7 separate regions of the Mus musculus genome follow, and all the other regions are linked to region 1. A link is a contact called in public Hi-C and promoter capture Hi-C data. All regions are on one chromosome and are shown on one strand. The core of a region is the stretch at or near the end of the contact, and the rest is flanking DNA. Distances in the headings are between cores, read along the strand shown.

Region 1 (2,700 bases), core at 135-2,634:
AAATAAATATTTCACTAAGTGCTCCATTGAGAGTGCTGACACCAACTCCATCTCTAGAGCAGTAACCTCAGGATCACCTTGTCCCTCTCCTCTGCTGCATCTGAGTCTAGCACTCCTCCTTTCTTGAGTCTTCCTATTCTTTCATCATTTGCCCGAATTACTAAGTCTAATCTCTCTGCCTCACCTGACCTACCTCCAAAAATTCCTAACAAAATGCTGCCAGAGGTTACTGCACACATTAGACTTATTTTAAAAAAAAAATTAAAGATTTGTTTTATTTATATGAGTACAGTGTAGCTATCTTCAGACACACCAGAAGAGGGCATGTCAAGGTATGGATCTATGCCACATTTTTAACTCTAGTACTTATCAAATAACTAAAAAAGAAGTTATTGTTTAATAAGACAATTACCTTGACCAAGGTCCTACAGAGAAGTGATGCTCTTTGTGATTGCTGGGCTTATCTGTGAGATGTGGCTCTGCATTCAGACAGATTCACACTTTGGCCCCCAAAAAGAACATTTCTGAAATTAAAATAAAAACTGATAAAATGTCCCTTACATTATGCATCTCACCTGGGCCTTGTGTCATCTAATGAGTTACCTAGGTCAGGTTAGATCCACACACTACTGGGGGGAACGGCTTAACACTGATCCCCCCCCCCAACTTCCCTAGGGACTGTTCTCCTCCAGGGGCCAAATAGGCACTTGATCACATCCGCTGTGGGCGTACGGGAGGCTGTCCACACCGCAACGCCTGGTACGGCGGGGAGGGCGTCCGGGTGCCCATGCGGAAGCGACGCCAGGACAGAGGGTCGGATCCTTACCCGGGAGGCCTCCCTCGCCCCGAAGCTAAGGGTCCTCGCTGTACATCGTTGCCCAGGGCCGGCGGTGCTGATGCCAGAACAGCAGAGATCCGGGGGCGGGCCTCGCTTGCAGGAAACACCAAGCGCTGCCCGCCCTTGGTAGCAGCGGCAAGCCGCCGCTCTCACCAAACGCAGCTCTCCAGAAGGGTCACAGCAGGCGCCCGCTCCCGCAGGCCGCGCGCAAGTTCCCAACGGCAGTAAGCCGCGCGCCCCTCACCGCGCACGCGCTCTCCTCTCCTGCTCGTTCGCCCGCTCGCGGCTTGTCCGCGGCGCGTCTCACCCCGGCTAGGCCCGGCTGCAGCGCGCTAACCCACCTCCATGCCCCCCGCTAGAACAGCAGACGGAAGGGCAAGGCGACGCCCAACGCCCAACCCGCCGCTGCCGCGAGAGCGGACCCCGCCCTCAGCCCGCCCCCGCCAGAGCCGGCTTGTTGTGGTACACCAAGGGGGCGGACCATGGGGGCGGACGGGAGGTGGAAAGTGCAGCAGCGGGGAACAACCGGCCTGACCGCTGAGTGGCGTCACTTCCGGAACGAGGGGGGTAAGTCCGACCAATCAAGGACTCCCGTCCAAAGGAGCGGTAAATTAGCCGAGGAGCCTGTCCCCGCCCCTTTCCTCGTCCCGCCCCCTTTCTCACCCCGCCCCTTCCCCGACCCTCTTCGGGGAGATGCTTACCTGCTGGTTCCCTTTGGGCTCTTCCGCTCCCCAACGTCCGCGACGTCTGTCACGTTTCCGTCCGAAACCTAAACAATAAAATGTGTGCGTGATTCTGCAAGGGCGCCCCAAGTCGAGGGCTCTGCCCGTTTCCGACCCAGAACAGGCTCCGATAATGGAACACAGTCATGTCAGATTTCCCAAAGGACAGTTGGGTGGCCCAAAACCTCTCCTCCTCAAAAACGGAATTTAGGAAAAAAACAAATCACTTTACAAGCCCGGCAGCCTGTGGTCCCTGTACTCAGAAGGCTTAAAGCCAGCGCATCCAGGCCCAAAGGCCAGCCTCGTACAGAAAGCGATTTCGAGGCCTACATTACATTCACCAAAATTTTAAAATTAAAATAATTCTTTTTTTTAAAAAGGAAAGGGTGTGATGAGGTTTCAACTCCAGACCTGGAGGTCAGCGATTTGGAGGCCTAAATTAACCAAAAATTAAAAGTTAACATTCTTTCTTTTTCTTTTTTTTTTTTTCCTTTTTTTTTTTTTTTTAAAGGAAAGTGTGCAAGAAAGTAACTCAGGAGCACTCACCTGTCACACTGTAACACTGGGTTCCATTGCCAACGCCACAGAAAAGAACAAGGCTCTTAGAGGTGGCAGGTGGGTCAGAGACCTTCCTACCCTGGAGAACCTTAACGCAGAATGAGAAGCCAGCGCCTGAAGCACGAGGGTAAAGCTCTAAGGAACGTTCCAGAAAAGGGGGTGTGGTTTATAAGGCAGCAGATGACCGTTAGAGGGGCTTTAGCCAATCAGGAAGCGGCAGTTGAAGCTGACCGTTATTTTCTCCCCCCCCCCTTTTTTTTCATTTCGTCAAAGGTTTCTATCAAAATCAAAGTTGCAGAAAGTGGTTTCAAACTAGAAGCACTATATGTATGCATGGTTTTTAAAGTAACACATTTATGATAGTTTTTTTTTAAACAAGACTCTTGATAGCTAACTGAAATTTTCAGAAATGAGGGGAAATGATAGAAACTACCCGCAGTTCCTTGTCCCTGATGATACAGATCCTGGCAGAATTCGTAACCCAGATTTCAGACTTCAGCAATATACCATGCTTTATTCGTGAAAGGACATAAATGCTAAGTTACTCTTGAGTGTAAGAAACACAAGTCTGACGCTGGAGCG
Region 2 (2,700 bases), core at 98-2,597, 2.8 Mb after region 1:
CGCACACGCACATGCACACACACGTTGCAGTCTGCCTAGTAGACACCTCCTTCTCACAGGGGTGGCTGGCCCTGAGTTAAATGTGACCCCACAGAGCCTCTGCTCCCAGGGGACTCCAAGAAGCTGCTAGCAAACCTCTTACCCTTGCACTAGAACTTGGAGGAGGGTGTGGGGCTCAGGCATGATCTTCAACACCACACAATGGGGACACTGTCTCTGAGCTGCAGCATTAGAACACTGTATTAGAACGGGACGGCAAGGATCTGTTCGCCAGGCACCAAGCCCTCATTTTGCTCTTTGGGGGTACTAGGCAGAGCTTGGCTAGCTGATGAACCACCCCACTTGAGTAGATTTCTTCAGGGTTGACCCCTAACAGGGAGACCCCAGATATGGGGAAGGGCTAGACGAGGTGGGGGCCAGAAGCTAACTGAAGGATGCTGGGCCTTCCTTTAGGTCTGATGACAGCCCCTGCCCAGAACTCAGGCCGGTCCAGCTCAACCTGAAGCCAGAGTGAACTGACAGCTCTGGTCCACTTCTGGGATCAGCATCTCACCGGAGAACACCCTCATCCATCAAAAGGGAGTCACCAGGGAGGCATGGAGCCAGGGGCAGGACTATCCTGTCATTCCCAGTGGGCGGGCACACAGCACAGACCGCTCGATCACCTGTGAACCTGCCTGGAAGGCAAATGCCTTTGTAGGGAAGCACACACCCACTTGCCTGGCTCAGGCCCAGCTCCTTCTGGCCTAGGGCTGGGGATAGCTAGTGAAGGCAGGGCCCCATCATGACAGCCTGGGTCGTGGCCATGCTACACCAACACCGGGTCACGGCAGTGTCAGGCTTGAGAAGAGAACTCCAGATAACGAAGACTGGCATCCATGCTACTCAGGGTCCCGCAGAGCCGGGTGGTGGAGTGCCCGCCCCGTAAGCCCTTTTGGCATCAGGACAGGGTTGCAGGCAGAACCCAGTCCCAACCCCTCTACCGCGAAACTGATCTTTGGGCCCTGGGCCCCGCGCCCCCACCGCTCCCTACGCAGATCCAGGGAGGCGCGTCCCCGGCCACGTTGCGCGTCGCCGCAGCAGCCTTTGTTCTGGGCCGGCAGCCTCCCGCCCGCGTCTGCCGCTCAGGTCCCCGTTCCCATCCCGGTCCTTGAACTACCTGGAGTAGAGGCGCCTGGAGGCCGGGCCCGGGAGCTCCTCGGCCACGGGCGGGGCCGGGCTCGCCATGAGTCGGGGACGCGCCGAGCAGGAGCACCGCCCCGCTCTGCGGCCGTCCGCCTGCCGATCTGCCCGCCTGTCCGCGCGTCCGTCCGCCTGTCCGCGCGTCCGCGGGAGACGCCGAGGAAGTGATGTGCTGGGGTGCCGCCGCCCCTCCCGCCAGAGCTGTGATGTCACCGCCGCCAGGCGGAGGGAGGGTGGGGAGGGGCAGGCGCCCACCGGCCACCACTGCGGCGGTCCCGCCTACCGTGGGGTGGGCGGGGCTCTGTCTTTGAGGTCCAGTGCAAGGAGAGTCCTGCTCTAGTGTGGACAATGCTGTGTTTCCTTTTCTTTGGGGGGGAAGCCCTGCTAAGCCTGGAGTTTAGTGCTTTTTCTTACACACACACACACACACACACACACACACACACACACACACACACACGAGAGTTTGCTGTCACACACACATCCTGTTCCTTTCCTGTCACCTCTTGTGGGGTACAGGCCATGCAGATGCTCCTGGGGCTAAGGAGAAAACAGGTCTTCCTAGATGGAGTCAGGGTGGGAGGATGCTGTCCAGCCCTAGGCAAGTCTCTACCTTCCTAGGGCTTTCACCACCAGATTTCATGTTGAATTTCATCTGTGAAATGCAAGCGTTTGGAAAACATACTGGAAGAACACCAGGAGCCCACGTGGGAGGCTGGCCGTTGCTCATTCATCTGCCTACCCTCCTCTGAGTTCTCCCAGGACCCTGAGGATCTGAACCTCGGAGTGATCTTTCTTCATCCAACTTGAGTAGCCTTGGAGCCTTCACCTCAGCCAACCCCCAGCCAGCCACAGGGCACCATCTGGACAGCCAGTTCCATTGGGACTCACCCAGGTCTCTGCTCTTCTCTCCAGGCCACTCTAAATCTTCTTGAAAACGTAGCTGTGACCCTCAGTGGAACAGGAACATGTCAGGGTGCAGACTATGGCAGTGTCCTTGGCAGTTTTTCTGCACCCCTGGACCCTGGTCTGAAGAGGGACACCATGCCAAGGTCACCCCAGACAGACCCTGCAGACGCAGCCCACAGTACAGTGGCTTCAGGCGGAGAAAAATGGCAACAAAAACAAACACAAGATAAAACTGGGCTGTTGGCCCTGAGCTAGTTTGTTTTCCTAGGAAGGAGCAGGAGCGAGCAATGAGAACCATCTGTGCCTGGGGCGAGGCGCAAGCTTGCTGCTGTCCCCACACCTCCCCCTAAGACCACAGGAGCCAGGGCTTGCTCTCTCTTGGCTAAGGCAGAGTGTGTGTTATGGCTGGCCAGGCACCACCCACGTTTGCTGAAGTCTCGGGCCTGGTCCCTAGCAGACCCTGGCTCTGGAATGCAGGCGCTTCCTGGTTGCCTTCAAAGGATACAACATACACATGGAGGCTGCTATGACCCACTTGGTGTCAGACTGGGCTTAGATTCCCAGGCCTTGGTTTTAGGAGGCCCTTAGAGACATACTGCAGCAATACAA
Region 3 (2,700 bases), core at 133-2,632, 2.8 Mb before region 1:
TTGAATACGGTGGGTAAAAGTTCACACAAATTTCCCCATGAGGCCACACTGGCCATTCATAAAGAAACAAATCATCTATCTTTTTTGATATTATCATCCTAATAGTCATGACTGTACCACTGGGGCTTGGTGGCTTTTTTTGTGGTGGGCCAGTGTGATGAAGCAACACAAAAGAAACAAAACAAAACAAAACAAAACAAACACAACAGACAAACCCAAAACCCAAACCTCTCCTTTCTGCTTTTGGCAGGAATTAAAATACTGCTATTAGCCCTGTGGTTCTAAATTCTCTACCCGAACATATCTGAGGAACATGAAGCTTGCCCATTACCGGGCTCAGCACATGTGCTGACTCAAGGAAGAGCCACTGTTTCTAAGCATGATATGGAGCACTCGACCCATGTGCATTTTAGCGACTCACCGGTCACACAAATGGCTAACACCTTCCTGCAACTCACTCATTTCCAACTGTCTACGGTCCCCTGCCTTTCCATTCTGTCAGAGTATATAAGCCAACTATTAACACAGTATCCAGAAGTTGTAGCATGGGGATCACTTAGGGTTCGCTTGCTTTTCCTTTAGTCTCATGAGTTCAAGCTGATTTCCAGTGCCAAACTTGACTTCCTGTTCCTACTAACTAGGGGTTTTGAAGGCAGATAGTGTTTCTTGGCTCCACTTTAGGTAGTTTGGACCACCCTCAAGTATAGAGAGCTAATAAGAACTGAGCGTCTAAGCCAACTGTGGTAATGCACACCAATAATCCCACCACTTGGGAGGTGGAGGCAGAGACAAGAGCCCAAGACCAGAAGCCACCTTGAGCTACAAGAGACCATGCCTAAATCGTAAGAGAGATGTAAGGCTTTTGCCACGTGACTTTGGATCATTTGCTTTCAAGGCTTCAATGCGCTCCTCTTTCTAAGCTGGTCGTAAGGGCTGCAGCGACGGTGGCGACAGTACGTCTCACTCAATAAACAAGAATCGCTGTCACCAGTAAGGCGACCAGCCCATCAGAGTACCTGGGGTAACTCAGAAGGCGTGGACAAACCCACGCAAGGACAGGTACCTGCACTTGCAGGGAACTCAGGCCCGCGACACGCAGAGCTGCGGACGCTCTGTGGGGCGAGCGATCGCGACCCTGCGAACTGCAGGAGCAGCCGGCAGAGGCGAGGCTCCAAGGCAACTCCAGGACTACGCAGGCGGGGAGGCCCCGGCCAGGCTCTAACCTTCATCTCCCGCTCAGGGATCATGGCATCCATCTCGTCTCCCATCGTGCCGCCTTCAGGGTGTTCAAGTAGCTGCTGCTGGCGCTGCCGCTGCCACCCGCGGCCTTTCAAACACAGCTCAGGCCGCTCAGGCCTCAACTTCCTTCCCTCAGCGCCCGCGGCGCGTGGTAGATGCGCGTTTCCGGCGCGCGTGACTGACGTCACCCAGGCCGGTTTTTAGTGTGCTCGGAGGCAGTCGAGGGCTGCTCGGAAGTCGCGCGCTTGCCAATCCACAAGGCCCCATTGGCCGGTTCCGCGCAGTGGGTGTGGCCATGAGGCGCGGGCCGGAGTCCGCCTTCCTTTGGATGCTGCGTGCGCAGCCTCGCTATTTAATTTTCTTCCTTAGAGAGAGGCACGCTCGGCCTTCCTGAGACTCTCGATGCTTCCCGGTAGCACTTACCTGCAGGGCTCTTAGAAGCTTCCGACTTAGAGAAGTTAGGAACTTTTTTGCTGGGAAGAGCGGACAGAGAGGTTCGGTTAGCGGGTGGACTGCACTGTGTGCCGGTGCAGAACCCTTTTAAAAACGGAGAGGAAAAGGGACAAAAGATCGGTTTTGTTTACTGTTTTCAAGGCAATCGTTTCAGATCATAAGCCATATCCACTTCACATCGCAAATGGTGCGCGGCTATCATCTCAGCTTTTGGGGATTAGAGGGTCAGGAATTCAAGGTCTTCCTAGGCTACATAGCAATCTCTAGATATCCTGAGTTACATGGGACCCTGTCTGGAAAAAAATATGTAATAAGAGAATTCCACACAAAGCAGTTAAATTATCCAATAGCTTTCAGCCAGGAAGGGTTAAGATTCAGATCTGCGTATACTGACTGATGTTGAAGACATTTCTGGAGTAGAATTATAAAAGAGGTTCCTAACTTGGAGCTGGTGGGTCAGCTCCAGAGGGCACATTCTGTCAGATGCAGTCTCTCAACAAGTTGCATGTGTGCAAGCCTCTATTCATTGTAAAATGCTAACAGTAGACCTGGGTCTTGGGCTTAATCAGATGACGTCAACTGTCTGTCTGGGACATGGGAGACCCAGGACACACTCATTTACTTGGTACCTGTTGTCAGCTAGCTCTTCTGAATTTACTGAGCCCAGAGCTGTCCCCAAGAAACACAAAGACACTGATAAATTGCTCTAGTTTATTTCAGTCTGCAGGAGACCACATCCCATCCATACATACACACATGCACACAATAATGGCACTCACCCAAATCTACCTTACAAACATCTTTTGAGTCACAGGGCAAAGCCATACTTGGCAATCCCCAAACTGCTGGTTACACCAGTTACATTTGGTCTTTTTCAGAAATAAGGCAGCCGATGTCCCAAGAAAGCTAAGCCCTTAACTAGAGAGGTTAAAAACCCTGGAACCAACAGACACAACTTGAAATATATGCCAACTCCTCCATTAAAGGGTCATTCTTAAGTCTTCCCAT
Region 4 (2,700 bases), core at 59-2,558, 2.7 Mb after region 1:
CCAGGCTTGCCCCACACAAGTTCCTACACCAGGAACCTACAGGTTTCCTTTAATGCCCCAGACTCCCTCTGGCCAAACCCAACTCTGGGCCAGACTTGATATGACTCTTATTTTCTTTTTTGAGACAGTGTCTATATAGTTCTGAAACTTGCTTTGTTGTATATCAGGCTGGATTTGAACTCACAGAGTTACACCTACCTCTGCTTCCTGAATGTTGGATTAAAGGGATGCACTATTACTCTTTGATTTCATGATTCTGTACCCACTCCAGTAGTGTTGCAGGTGACTTCTAGCTTGTAGTCAGTTCTCCATAAGACCAAGGCCCTTCCCAGGTCCCACAAACTGGCCAGTCGCCAGGCTTGGTTTTCACCAGCCTTGAGCCTCAAGCCACTGCCATGCTTCTCCTACTCACAGGCATTATTAGGCACTAGGAGGACCCAGCTGCCTAGGGAGAGTAGAATTAAGGAAGCTGTTAAGAATTAATAATGGAGAGAAAGTACCCAAGGAGCTAAAGGGATCTGCAACCCTATAGGTGGAACAACATTATGAACTAACCAGTACCCCGGAGCTCTTGACTCTAGCTGCATATGTATCAAAAGATGGCCTAGTCGGCCATCACTGGAAAGAGAGGCCCATTGGACTTGCAAACTTTATATGCCCCAGTACAGGGGAACGCCAGGGCCAAAAAGGGGGAGTGGGTGGGTAGGGGAGTGGGGGGGAGTGTATTGGGGACTTTTTGGATAGTATTGGAAATGTAAATGAGGAAAATACCTAATTAAAAAAAAAAAGAATTAATAATGGGCCGGGCATGGTGGCTCACGCCTTTAATCCCAGCACTGGAGAGGCAGAGGCAGGCAGATCTCTGAGTTCAAGGCCAGCCTGGTCTACAAAGTGAGTTCCAGGACAGCCTGGGCTATACAGAGAAACCCTGTCTCGAAAAAACAAACAAACAAAAAATTAATAATGGATAATTATTGGTATTTTGTTTCATAAGAGTGAGACCGACCCCCCCCTCCCCGCCCTCCCGCCCCCCCCCCCCCACTACTTAGCCAGCAGCTCTGTGATGTGTTGGCCAGGCAGAATAATCCTTAGTGAATGAATGTCCATTTCTGGCGGTCCCAGGTTGTGGGCTCCGAGGACGACACACACGGGAAAGTACTTAACGACACACTGATCATTCATCCAAACCCAGAACACCAGGAGCTAAGTACACAGCCCAGGGAACCTGGAGAAAGATGAACGCCTCGCTAGGGCCCCGCCCCCCAGCACACCTCCTAGCATGCCCTGCGCCGCAGCCTGGGTGGGACTTCCGGTGCAAGCCTACTGACTTCCGCGACTGCTAGAAGCATGATCTGCGTGTGGTCGCCCGGGCGATGATGCCAGCTGTGAAGTTTGGAAGGGATGCCTAGAAGGTGAGGATTGGCGGGCGGCAGGTAGCAGGCGTTGTGTCCAGGAGGGGCAGGGCAGCCAGCACGGGGAAACCGAGGCGTGGCGTGGCCGCGACATTGCTGGAGTGGAGAGCCCGCGTCCGGAGCCCAGCCGAGGTCCCCTAGCTGGTGAGATGCAGGACCGGATTTGCTCCGTGCTGTGCTCCGAACCGCTGCTCTAACCGGTTGCATGCGCTGCAGCACCACCGGCCACCCCTGGCTTATCGAATCCAGCCACTAAGGGTGCATTGGACCCCAACTGCCTTGCCCGGTTAGGCCTTAGAAGGGACAGGCAGCAAAGTGTCTCTGATGTCATTAAAGGCGGACCGTGGCTCCCAGCTCAGGACTTGAAAACGTGACTTTTTCTTCCTTTATGTGGGCGATGCTGTGGGAGGAGATGGAATTGCTGCTGCCTCAAAACACGTTACTCTTTCGTTGGTGGCCAAGCATCCAGTGGCAATGATTATTGCTACATCTGTAGATCCCGCTGTTTCTAGCCAAGTTGGTTGACAAACGTTCCCTGTATAAGTAATTGGAATGTCGTTGAAGGGGATTTTGTTTTGTTTTGTTGTAGTCAGTTAAGACTGCTGTCAACAACTTAGTAGGAAGAAATCAAACAGGATGTTTTTCTTCATTTCTGGCTCTGGGTGTGAAAATGTGTTTGATAATTTTGTTTGAAACAGTATCTCACTAATGGTTTGAAATGCAGAGATCCACTTAGTTATGCCCCCCAAGTGCTGGGATTTAAATTATGTGCCATCACACTCAGCTCTTTGTTTCTTTATTTTGGTTTTTGGTTTTTTGGGTTTTTTTTTTTTTTTTTTTTTTTGGGCGGGGGGGGGGGGGGTGGATTTTCCGAGACAGGGTTTCTCTGTATAGCCCTGGTTGTCCTGGAACTCACTTTGCAGACCAGGCGGGCCTCGAACTCAGAAATCCGCCTGCCTCTGCCTCCCAAGTGCTGGGATTAAAGGCCTTTGCCACCACGCCCGGCTCTTTATTTTGTTTTTGAAGACAGTTTCTTTTAGAGCTCTGGCTGACCTGGAACTCACTCTGTAGACCAAGCTGGCCTCAAACTCAGAGATCCCCCTGCCTCTGCCTCCTGATTCCTGGGATTAAAGACGTGTGTCACTATACCCGACTTCTACACCCAGCTTTTTACAGTTATTATACTTGTTTATTTCCTTGTGTGTAGGTAGATGTGCCATAGTGGGGGAGGTCTGAGGGAAAGCTGGAGTAGGGTCTCTTCACCATTGATTACTGGTCCTGAATTCAG
Region 5 (2,700 bases), core at 9-2,508, 2.9 Mb after region 1:
AACCCCAAGACTGTGTTATTTACTGAGAATAAAACCGGTTTCTAGTTGTGGTGTGGCTCAGCCCTTAGCACACACCTTTAATCCATGAGCTTTCTGTTTATTGTAAACAGTATAGATTAGATATAGATATAGATATAGATATAGATATAGATATAGATATAGATAGGCTTTTCAAGACAGGGTTTCTCTGTATAGCCCTGGATGTCCTGGAACTCACTCTGTAGACCAGGCTGGCCTCGAACTCAGAAATCTGCCTGCCTCTGCCTCCCAAGTGGTGGGATTAAAGGTATGCGCCACCACGCCTGGTTTATTGTAAACAATATTAAATAGGTCAAGAGGAAGAACAAGAGACCAGTTGACAGGGAGTGAAGTAGGAAAAACCGTACAGTGAGAGATCAGGTAGACAAACAGGAAGTAGAAGAGATTACATATTCTCTCTAGTGTTTGGAGAAAGCAGAACATTAGCATAGGAAAGTAGACTGAGTGATTGGAGAAGCCAGACATGGTGGTGCACATGTGTAATCCCAGTCCAGGGAGGCAGGAGGACAGATTCAGGCACATAGTGAACTCCATGCCAGCCTTAGAACCCTGTCTAAAAAAGAAGAGTCAGGTCTACCTCTCCTTTCTACCATCTTAGCAGGAAGCCAGCCAACTTTACCAGGTGGTTCTACTGTATCATGTGGGTTATAAAAAGGTCAAGGGATCATCGTGGATGTTTGAAGTTGACAGGTAAAATCATAGGTTGCATGTAAAATCTAGGATTCATGCTACATAAGAAATACAGGCATATAGCAAATATTTTTTCGATCTGTTTTTGTCCTATTAAATCTGCATTTCAGACTGAAAATCTTGGCCTGGTGTTTACTCAACATTCAACATGGCACGGGCTATTTCCCCTTGCTAAATCTGGCTACTTAGGCCCAGGACTTTCACTAGGTGAAAATTGCTTGCGGGTTTTAAGATTTTTAAGAGTTTTTTTTAATTGGGATAGGGCCAATGACCAGAGGCAGGGGCGGGGCCAGGAGCACAGGGGCGGAGCAGACTTAAGGAATGAGGCGGGGCCTACATTCTGGGGCGGGAACAATGTTCGGGGGCGGAGCAAAAAAGCGAGCTGTGCGGGACCTGGAATGACCAGTGCTGGGGAGGGGGGTCAAATTACGAGGGCGGGGCGAGAACGAAGAGTAGTGCCTGGGAAGATTAGCGGATTCGGGGGCGGGGCTAGTGCCTAGGGCGGGACCGGCGCGCGCAAGCACGTGACGCCGGTTGCCAGGGTGAAAGGTCAACGCGCCGGCGGCACTCCCAACATGGCTGCCGCCCGGGCTGTGGCGCGGGATCCAGGAGCTTATGCGCGGCAGCCACCGTCTCTTCGAGCCGCGCGGCTGCCGCGGCTGCTCTTCCTGCTGGCGGTGGTGGCGGCAGTGGGGCCCCGGGAGGGCGGCGGGGCGCGGCTCTACCGCGAGGGCTCAGACGCCGTGTGGTTGCTGGACAGCGGCAGCGTGCGGTCGGCCACGGGCAACAGCTCAGCCGCGTGGCTGGTGCAGTTCCACTCGTCGTGGTGCGGCCACTGCATCGGCTACGCACCCACCTGGCGAGCGCTGGCGGCGGACGTGCGAGGTGAGGGCCCCGCGCGCCGGTGGACGTTCCTCCGACGCAACAGCTACGTGGGCGAAGCCCCACAGATGGGGCCGATGGCTTTCCTGAGGTCGCCAGCTCAGAACACCGACTTCAACATGTCCCCAACCACTTATCCTAGCCACTACCCGATCAGTTTGACTTTCCCCATACCCAGCAATTGCATTTCAGAGGCTACCCTCTCCACTCAGGAAGGTCCCCATTCCTGTCAAACCTCAGCCTCGTTTGCTAGGTAGCCGACCATATGGTGGGCATTGGGCTGAGAAACTTAGATACCCACTCTGGGGACTGCTCTGCAACAGCAGAAAGTTTACAAAGCGTCTTCTTGCTGGGCTTCTGGGTCACTAGCCATAGCTTTCAGGAAATCTTCCCATATATGTTTAGTTACTCACCTTTGTAGAACTCAGACCCCTTGGAGCAGCTCCTGTAAATGGAATTTAAGTGGCCTTCCCAGCACTGGCTTACATTTGGCTTCACTGGCTTACAACTGTTGAACTAACCTCTAATTACAGATCTCTCAGGGCAAGACAACAAATTGTTACTCTTTTTCCTGCACCTTTGGTTTTAGGTCTGATGTTGAACACTGCTGTGTTCTTCTTAAACAGATTTGCAAAGAAGCCCTTTTTCCAAGTACGCAATTGCAGATGACTATTTTAAAATGTTTACCCTCTCTTTCCTCATTGTTGGGGCACTTTGACTTATATTTTTTTATTTTTTTGAGACAGTTTCATGACGTTGTCCAGGCTGGCCTTGAATCCATTGACCTCTGCTTTGGTCCTTATGTAGAATCTAATGACATTGTTCTCTTGGGTCGTAAGTTTTCTTTTTCTTTCTTCTTAATACTTAATTTGTTTTGAATTACATGGGCGTGGGTGTGTGCAGGTGAGTGCAGTTTCCCTTGGAAGGCAGAGGTTTTGGATTCCCTGCAGCTGGAATCAGAGGTGGAGGGAGCTGGGAATGACACTCCAGACTGAAAGAGCAGTGTGTGGGGTTTTCTTTGTTTGCCTCTTTATTTATAGTTTTTCAAGCCAGGGATTCTCTGTGTAGTCTTGGCTGTCCTAGAACTCA
Region 6 (2,700 bases), core at 194-2,693, 2.5 Mb before region 1:
AACCTCCACCAGGACACGGGTGTTCACTTTGGTACCCCAACCACACCGGCTATGTTGAACACATGCTGCAACTATGAAGGAATGAATCCTAAGATATCTGCCATCTAATACCTTAAACTTAAAGCTTAGAGGCAACACTATAAACACTATAATCTCATTTGTACCAAAAAAAAAGAAGAAAGAAAAAGAAAGAAAGAGGAAGAAAGAACAAACTAGGTGCAACGGACAAACGGCCACACCTTTGAGTTAAGAATTTGGGAGGCGGGCTGGTGAGATGGCTCAGCAGGTAAGAGCACCCGACTGCTCTTCCAAAGGTCCTGAGTTCAAATCCCAGCAACCACATGGTGGCTCACAACCATCCGTAATGAGATCTGACTCCCTCTTCTGGTATGTCTGAAGACAGCTACAGTGTACTTACATATAATAAATAAATAAATCTTAAAAAAAAAAAAAAAGAATTTGGGAGGCAGAAGCAGGTGGATCTCTTGAGTTCAAAATCAGAGCGGTCTACATAGTAAGTTCCAGGACAGTCAGTGCTACATAGTGAGATTGGAGGGTTGGGGGTGAGGGGGGGGGACGACGGGGGGGGGGGGACGGACAGACATCGGGAAGACTGGCTACCTAATGCAGATTTATCTTTGGTGGTAATACAATGGTGGATTTTGCTCTCCTGCCCCACTTTTCAGTTAATACTCACTAACCTACCAATTCCTGTTGTCACCACTGTCTTCCAGGTGAGGATACCGGCCTTAGCAAGGTGCTAAACTAAGGATAACAATGTCAGATGTCCGACTCCATAGACAGCCCTAACTGCCACATGTTGTGACTTTCCGTGCTAAATTTGTATTGTTGGGTACAATATGTTGCCTCAACCCCCGCTCCACCAAAATTACTGCTTCCAAGTCAGGCTTGTCGCTGAGGTAACACTGAAAGAGATGACCAACCCCACTGTCCATTCAGAGGGTTGTAAGAAGGGCCCTGCAACCAGCCCTCCCCAGTTCTCCCTCCCTAGGAAGGCTCAAGAATCTTGAGTTTCAGGATAAGGGTCCAAAAGTTCCGAACGCCATAGATCAAAAGAGGGAATCAGGAACTGACAAAGGTGCAGCCAAGATGCCGGGAGTCAGAAGCGTGAGGCTCGCAAAGGAGGGAACTAGTATGGATGCTCCGATGTGTCCCGGGTAACTCGGGGACTTAGATACAACGGGACAGGAGGCCTGGGTTCCGGGACAGCGGGCCACGTGCAGAGAGCTCTGCAGCCGCCTCCTGAGGCCTTGGGACCCCCAAATCCTCACGTACCGCATGAAGCCTGTGTCCGTGGTGATCGTGTCCCCCGGCACCACCAAGTGTTTCTTAGAGTCGCGGCCCAAGCTCTCACTGAGAGGTTTGCGAGCTTTAGGGAGCCTCATCTCCAACGCCATCTTGGCGCCAATGACTTGCGCAGGCGCAGCTCTACACCGCTCCTCAACTCCCGCCTTCCTTCAGAGAAGCGACCAATGGGAATGGATAGTGTGGCAGCCATGTTGAGTATTGGCAATATTAAGTTAACTCGTGGAAGTGAGGGCACCAAGCTGCCATGTTTACTATTGGCAAGAAAGCACCTGCGGAATGATGAATTCTCATGTCGTAAGGGAATATGACATTAGTTTGGTTTGGTGTTTGGATGTCAGTTTTGTGTTTGTTTTAGAGGAACGACCCCGTGTAGGGCTAGCCTCAAACTCTGTATAGTTGAGGATAACCTTGCTGAGGTCCAGATGTTCATGCCTCCACCTCCCAAATGCTGCGATTACGTGAGTTTGTGTAGGTTGTGGGTTTGGTGGTGGTGGTAGTGGTAGTGGTAGTGGTAGTGGTAGTGGTAGTGGTAGTGGTAGTGGTAGTGGTAGTGGTAGTGGTAGTGGTAGTGGTAGTGGTAGTGGTAGTGGTGTTTGATGCCCAAGAGGACAAAAGAGGATGTTGGAGTCCCTGTAACTGGAATTATAGAAGTTTGTGAGCCATTATGTGGGTGCTGGGAAACGAAACCAAGTCCTCTGGAAATGTGGCCAGTACTCTCAACCTCTGAACCACCTCTCCATTCCAGGTGTAGGATTTTTTAAAGACAGTGCCTCATGTCATCCAGGTTGGTCTCAAACTAGCTGTGTAACCCAGGGTATCCTTGAACTCCTCCTCCTCCACCTCCCAGGAGCTGGGATTACAGGTGTAAGCTGCCATACCAAACTGTATGAGTTTTTACCCAAACTGTTCCATTTCATCATTTTATTTATTGTTGGCAAGTCTAGAGATTGAGAAATGAACCTTGGCATCCAACTCAAAACCACTATAATCTAATATTTTGTAGACTATAGATTTAGGACCGGGATTTACAGGAAACACCATCTGAGGAGAAGCTAGAACCCTCTGAATACTGCTCCTCGTGGGCCTTGTCTTCTAGCCCCTTAGGTGCTGTCCTCACCTACTGCCCTATGGCTCTAATGTGCTTTAGTAAGGACCTCTTCTGAGTGATGACATGTGTCTGCTGAAAGATGACTGTTGTAAACAGTCATGTGACAAGCAAGTCTGTAGGGAGGCATAAATGTAACTTTTATTTTCCTGTTGTAATTGTTGACTGGGAGGTTTACTGTCTTTGTTTGCTAACCTAGGTCTAGTTCTGGAAGCTTCTAGACTCTGTACAGTCTTATCTAGGCCTAAAATGTTTTCAGCCTCTGA
Region 7 (2,700 bases), core at 29-2,528, 2.7 Mb after region 1:
AAAGTTGAGTCTACCATGTGTTCAGAAAGAGTTTGGAAACCTGGCTCTCTAAAGATAAATGTTAGCTTTACAGAGTGACCCACAGTGCCACGTCAGAGGACATGAAGCTGGCCCTCAGTTCTCCCGGCTATGCTTGCGTGTCTGAGCGCTGGCCAGCTCCACCACACTCCCTCCTTCCCTGCCTCTGGGTTCGCCACTGACCAGGCGGCTTCGCAGGGGCACCGCCTTCTCACGCTCTCTGGAGTACAGGTGAGGGAGCCAGGCCTGGTCACTTCCCCGATGACAGCACCCACCTTTTCCGGAGAGCCTCTGCTCCGACAGACAGACCTGCTGACATCCCTGGTCTAAGTCCAGCGTTCCGCCGTGGGCTTTAGGCCGCGCCCTGCCGGGAGGAGTCGCAATGGAGTTTGAAGGACTTGGCCTCCAGGCTCTGGCTTCTCTCCTCTAGCAAAGGTTGGAGGGGAATGGGGGTGGTGGTGGTGAGAGTTCCTACTAGCACCAGGAAAGGCATTTGCTTAATCACGCGAACTGCGCCGGGCAGGCTCCAGCAAAGAGCCGTAGCCAAGCAACGGGTACAGCTCCGCGCACGCGCCTGTCCAGCCCGCAGAAGTCGACCGCCTAGCTACTCGAGCAGGGTGGCGCACGCGTAGTCGCCCCCGCCGGCAACCAAGAGAACCCAACGGAAAAATGGGGAGGGGGCAAGCGAGAGGGCCCGCTGGGGCTCTGGACTCAGCGGAACTTCTGGCTTTGGTTTTTCAAGACTGATTCTCCCCGGGGATCTGGATTGAAGAATCCTGTCCAGTCAAATCCTAGAACAGGAAGACTGTAGGACAGAACCAGCGTAACCAGGGCGACGTGAAGAGGCGGGGCCCGCGCTCCTGGCTCCGCAAGTGGGTGAGGGCGGGGCCACGGGGGTGGAGCTGTAAGTGACTGACGCAAGAGGGGCGGGCCTATGGGTGGGACGAAGAGATGAGGCGGCAAAAGACTGGAGACGAACGAAAGGCGGAGTCAAAAGGGACACTACGAAAGGCTCTTAAGGGGAATGGGCGGGGCAGCTCCTGGGGGGCGGAACAAAAGGATGAAGCAGTGCAAAACTGGACGGGAGAGGGGGCGGAGCCCAAGGGGGCGTGGTATGATTGACGCGCCGAAGACGTGTACGGAGCGCGGCCAAGAGGGCCGGGCAGGGGGGGCGGGGCAATGGGTGAAGCAGCGAAAGACTGGAAGAAGCAAGAGGAGGGGCAATTAAGGGGCGGGGCGCGCTGACGTCTCCTTCGGACACGTCGGCGGCGGCACCTGGAGCCGGATGTGCCAAGATGGCTGCGGCTGCTGCTGGGAACGCGCTAGTTCCCCCTACTGCCGCCGCCGTCGCCGGCTGGGTTTCAGTTCGCGGCGCCTGAGAAGCCAACCACAGCTCACAGGGTGAGGGCTGAGTGTATGGAGCACGGTGGAGGCCCGAGGGTGGGCGAGGCTGCGGAGGCCAAGCAGGCTCAGTGAGCATCGGGCCTAGCCCGGAGTGGCGAGCGCATTTAAAGAGACACAGTCAGGCCTGGGGAGAACGACAGTACCGGGCCGCCTGGTGCTGAGACACCGGACAGGTTACGGGCCGTGTCGCCTTGGTGGGTTGTCTAAGGGGCTCGTGGTTTCCCAGACCTGACGGGAGACAGATACCTGGTCAGGGCTTCGGGAACTGGTTGGCCGCTGGGGAAGGTGTGTTAACATGGCCAGACTGTGACACCTCCGAGGAAGCCCGCAACTCATTTAAAACGAAGAAAGTGCAGGAAATTGCCAAGCTTGACTTTTGCTGGGTTCTGAAGATATTTGATTCTCGTTGGCTCGAAGACTTCCTCAGAAGTTGATGATCATGGGACACATTTTCATTTGAAACAGGGAGTAGCAGCGTTTATTTGTAATCTCTTGGCCGGCGGAGCAGGATGTCGCAAGGGAGGTCGTGATTTGTTTTTTACCAAGGTGTAGAAAAATGTCGGCTTGGCTGTGGAGCGTCCTGTAGATAACTCTGGCTGTTGTGCTTACACAGGTTTTTAAATGGCATGTAGGATGGTCGCGCACTGAAGGAAAGATTTCCTTTCAAAAGTGTTGACTAGAGGCGTTTTCCATTCTGAGTTTGGCAGTAAGAAACAGCAGACTCACAGATTACTGTTCCTTCAGGTCCTTTTGCAAGGTGCAGCACAGTGCAGCTTCCTTACACGTTGTCCACGTTCCCTTCCTAGGGTTTCAGTGCTCATGTCTTGCAGATTTTGGTATCCCGTCTTGCTTTTATAAGCAAACATGAATGTCCATGTTTCCTGTGTGTCTTCCTCACATAGTGTATAGCTTTTTCTCTTCTGCAAATGCCTTCTTCAACATTTAAAGGGTTCCGGCTCAGATTTTGACTTAGAAGGGAGGTGTTTATCTTGTCTGTCTGATAAGAGTATCACAGACAGTCACCATGGGGGAGATTGTTGGCGAGTGGAGCTCACTAATGTTCTTGGGTTCCCCTGTGTTCTACAGTTTACAGCTGTTAAGGCTGGCAGTGAAAGGATCAGGGGATGTTTAAAATACCTCAGTCACATAGAGTCATACTTAAAATGTCTTGTGTAAGTATGTATAGAGATGTGAGGTAGTTGAGCTACAGAGCTGGGTTCATGAATAATGCATCTGAGATCAGTAGGTCTCACTGAAACAGGTGCTTTTTTGAAAAGT

Evidence for each region. Promoter capture Hi-C pulls out the DNA fragments that hold promoters and counts their contacts. Hi-C and Micro-C count contacts between places; a contact is called where the count stands out from the background. Capture Hi-C pulls out chosen DNA fragments and counts their contacts.
Region 2: a contact with region 1 is called in a promoter capture Hi-C map of liver, with 4 times the contacts expected there. The contact joins the promoter of Gpsm1 here to the promoter of Setx in region 1. A contact is called at or near these places in 2 of 39 promoter capture datasets (liver and pre-B cells).
Region 3: a contact with region 1 is called in a promoter capture Hi-C map of liver, with 3 times the contacts expected there. The contact joins the promoter of Nup214 here to the promoter of Setx in region 1. A contact is called at or near these places in 4 of 39 promoter capture datasets (hippocampal neurons, liver and pre-B cells), 1 of 115 datasets of contacts at active chromatin or transcription factors (astrocytes) and 2 of 9 other capture datasets (adipose tissue and liver).
Region 4: a contact with region 1 is called in a Hi-C map of B cells, with 5 read pairs. The contact joins the promoter of Snapc4 here to the promoter of Setx in region 1.
Region 5: a contact with region 1 is called in a promoter capture Hi-C map of liver, with 2.8 times the contacts expected there. The contact joins the promoter of Qsox2 here to the promoter of Setx in region 1. A contact is called at or near these places in 1 of 39 promoter capture datasets (pre-B cells) and 1 of 9 other capture datasets (liver).
Region 6: a contact with region 1 is called in a promoter capture Hi-C map of pre-B cells, with 3 times the contacts expected there. The contact joins the promoter of Exosc2 here to the promoter of Setx in region 1.
Region 7: a contact with region 1 is called in a promoter capture Hi-C map of liver, with 2.7 times the contacts expected there. The contact joins the promoter of Sec16a here to the promoter of Setx in region 1. A contact is called at or near these places in 2 of 39 promoter capture datasets (liver and pre-B cells) and 1 of 9 other capture datasets (liver).

The regions. Positions count from the first base shown.
Region 1 is chr2:29,123,676-29,126,375 of GRCm38.p6, reverse strand. It overlaps Setx (senataxin), which reads right to left and starts at 1,384. Exons shown (of 26, transcript NM_198033.2): 1 at 827-1,384; 2 at 413-524.
Region 2 is chr2:26,314,180-26,316,879 of GRCm38.p6, reverse strand. Gpsm1 (G-protein signalling modulator 1 (AGS3-like, C. elegans)) reads right to left here and starts at 1,347. Exons shown (of 14, transcript NM_153410.5): 1 at 1,160-1,347. The coding sequence starts at 1,227. Gm52505 (a long non-coding RNA gene) reads left to right here. Exons shown (of 2, transcript XR_003953775.1): 2 at 454-1,531.
Region 3 is chr2:31,973,132-31,975,831 of GRCm38.p6, reverse strand. Nup214 (nucleoporin 214) reads right to left here and starts at 1,382. Exons shown (of 36, transcript NM_172268.2): 1 at 1,224-1,382. The coding sequence starts at 1,268. Aif1l (allograft inflammatory factor 1-like) reads right to left here. Exons shown (of 6, transcript NM_145144.1): 6 at 2,390-2,700.
Region 4 is chr2:26,379,261-26,381,960 of GRCm38.p6, reverse strand. Snapc4 (small nuclear RNA activating complex, polypeptide 4) reads left to right here and starts at 1,308. Exons shown (of 23, transcript NM_172339.4): 1 at 1,308-1,412.
Region 5 is chr2:26,235,957-26,238,656 of GRCm38.p6, reverse strand. It overlaps Qsox2 (quiescin Q6 sulfhydryl oxidase 2), which reads left to right and starts at 1,258. Exons shown (of 12, transcript NM_001302956.1): 1 at 1,258-1,614. The coding sequence starts at 1,305.
Region 6 is chr2:31,669,458-31,672,157 of GRCm38.p6, reverse strand. Exosc2 (exosome component 2) reads right to left here and starts at 1,443. Exons shown (of 9, transcript NM_144886.3): 1 at 1,297-1,443. The coding sequence starts at 1,418.
Region 7 is chr2:26,443,794-26,446,493 of GRCm38.p6, reverse strand. Sec16a (SEC16 homolog A, endoplasmic reticulum export factor) reads left to right here and starts at 1,278. Exons shown (of 30, transcript NM_153125.2): 1 at 1,278-1,419. It overlaps 0610009E02Rik (RIKEN cDNA 0610009E02 gene), which reads right to left and starts at 570. Exons shown (of 3, transcript NR_152209.1): 1 at 294-570.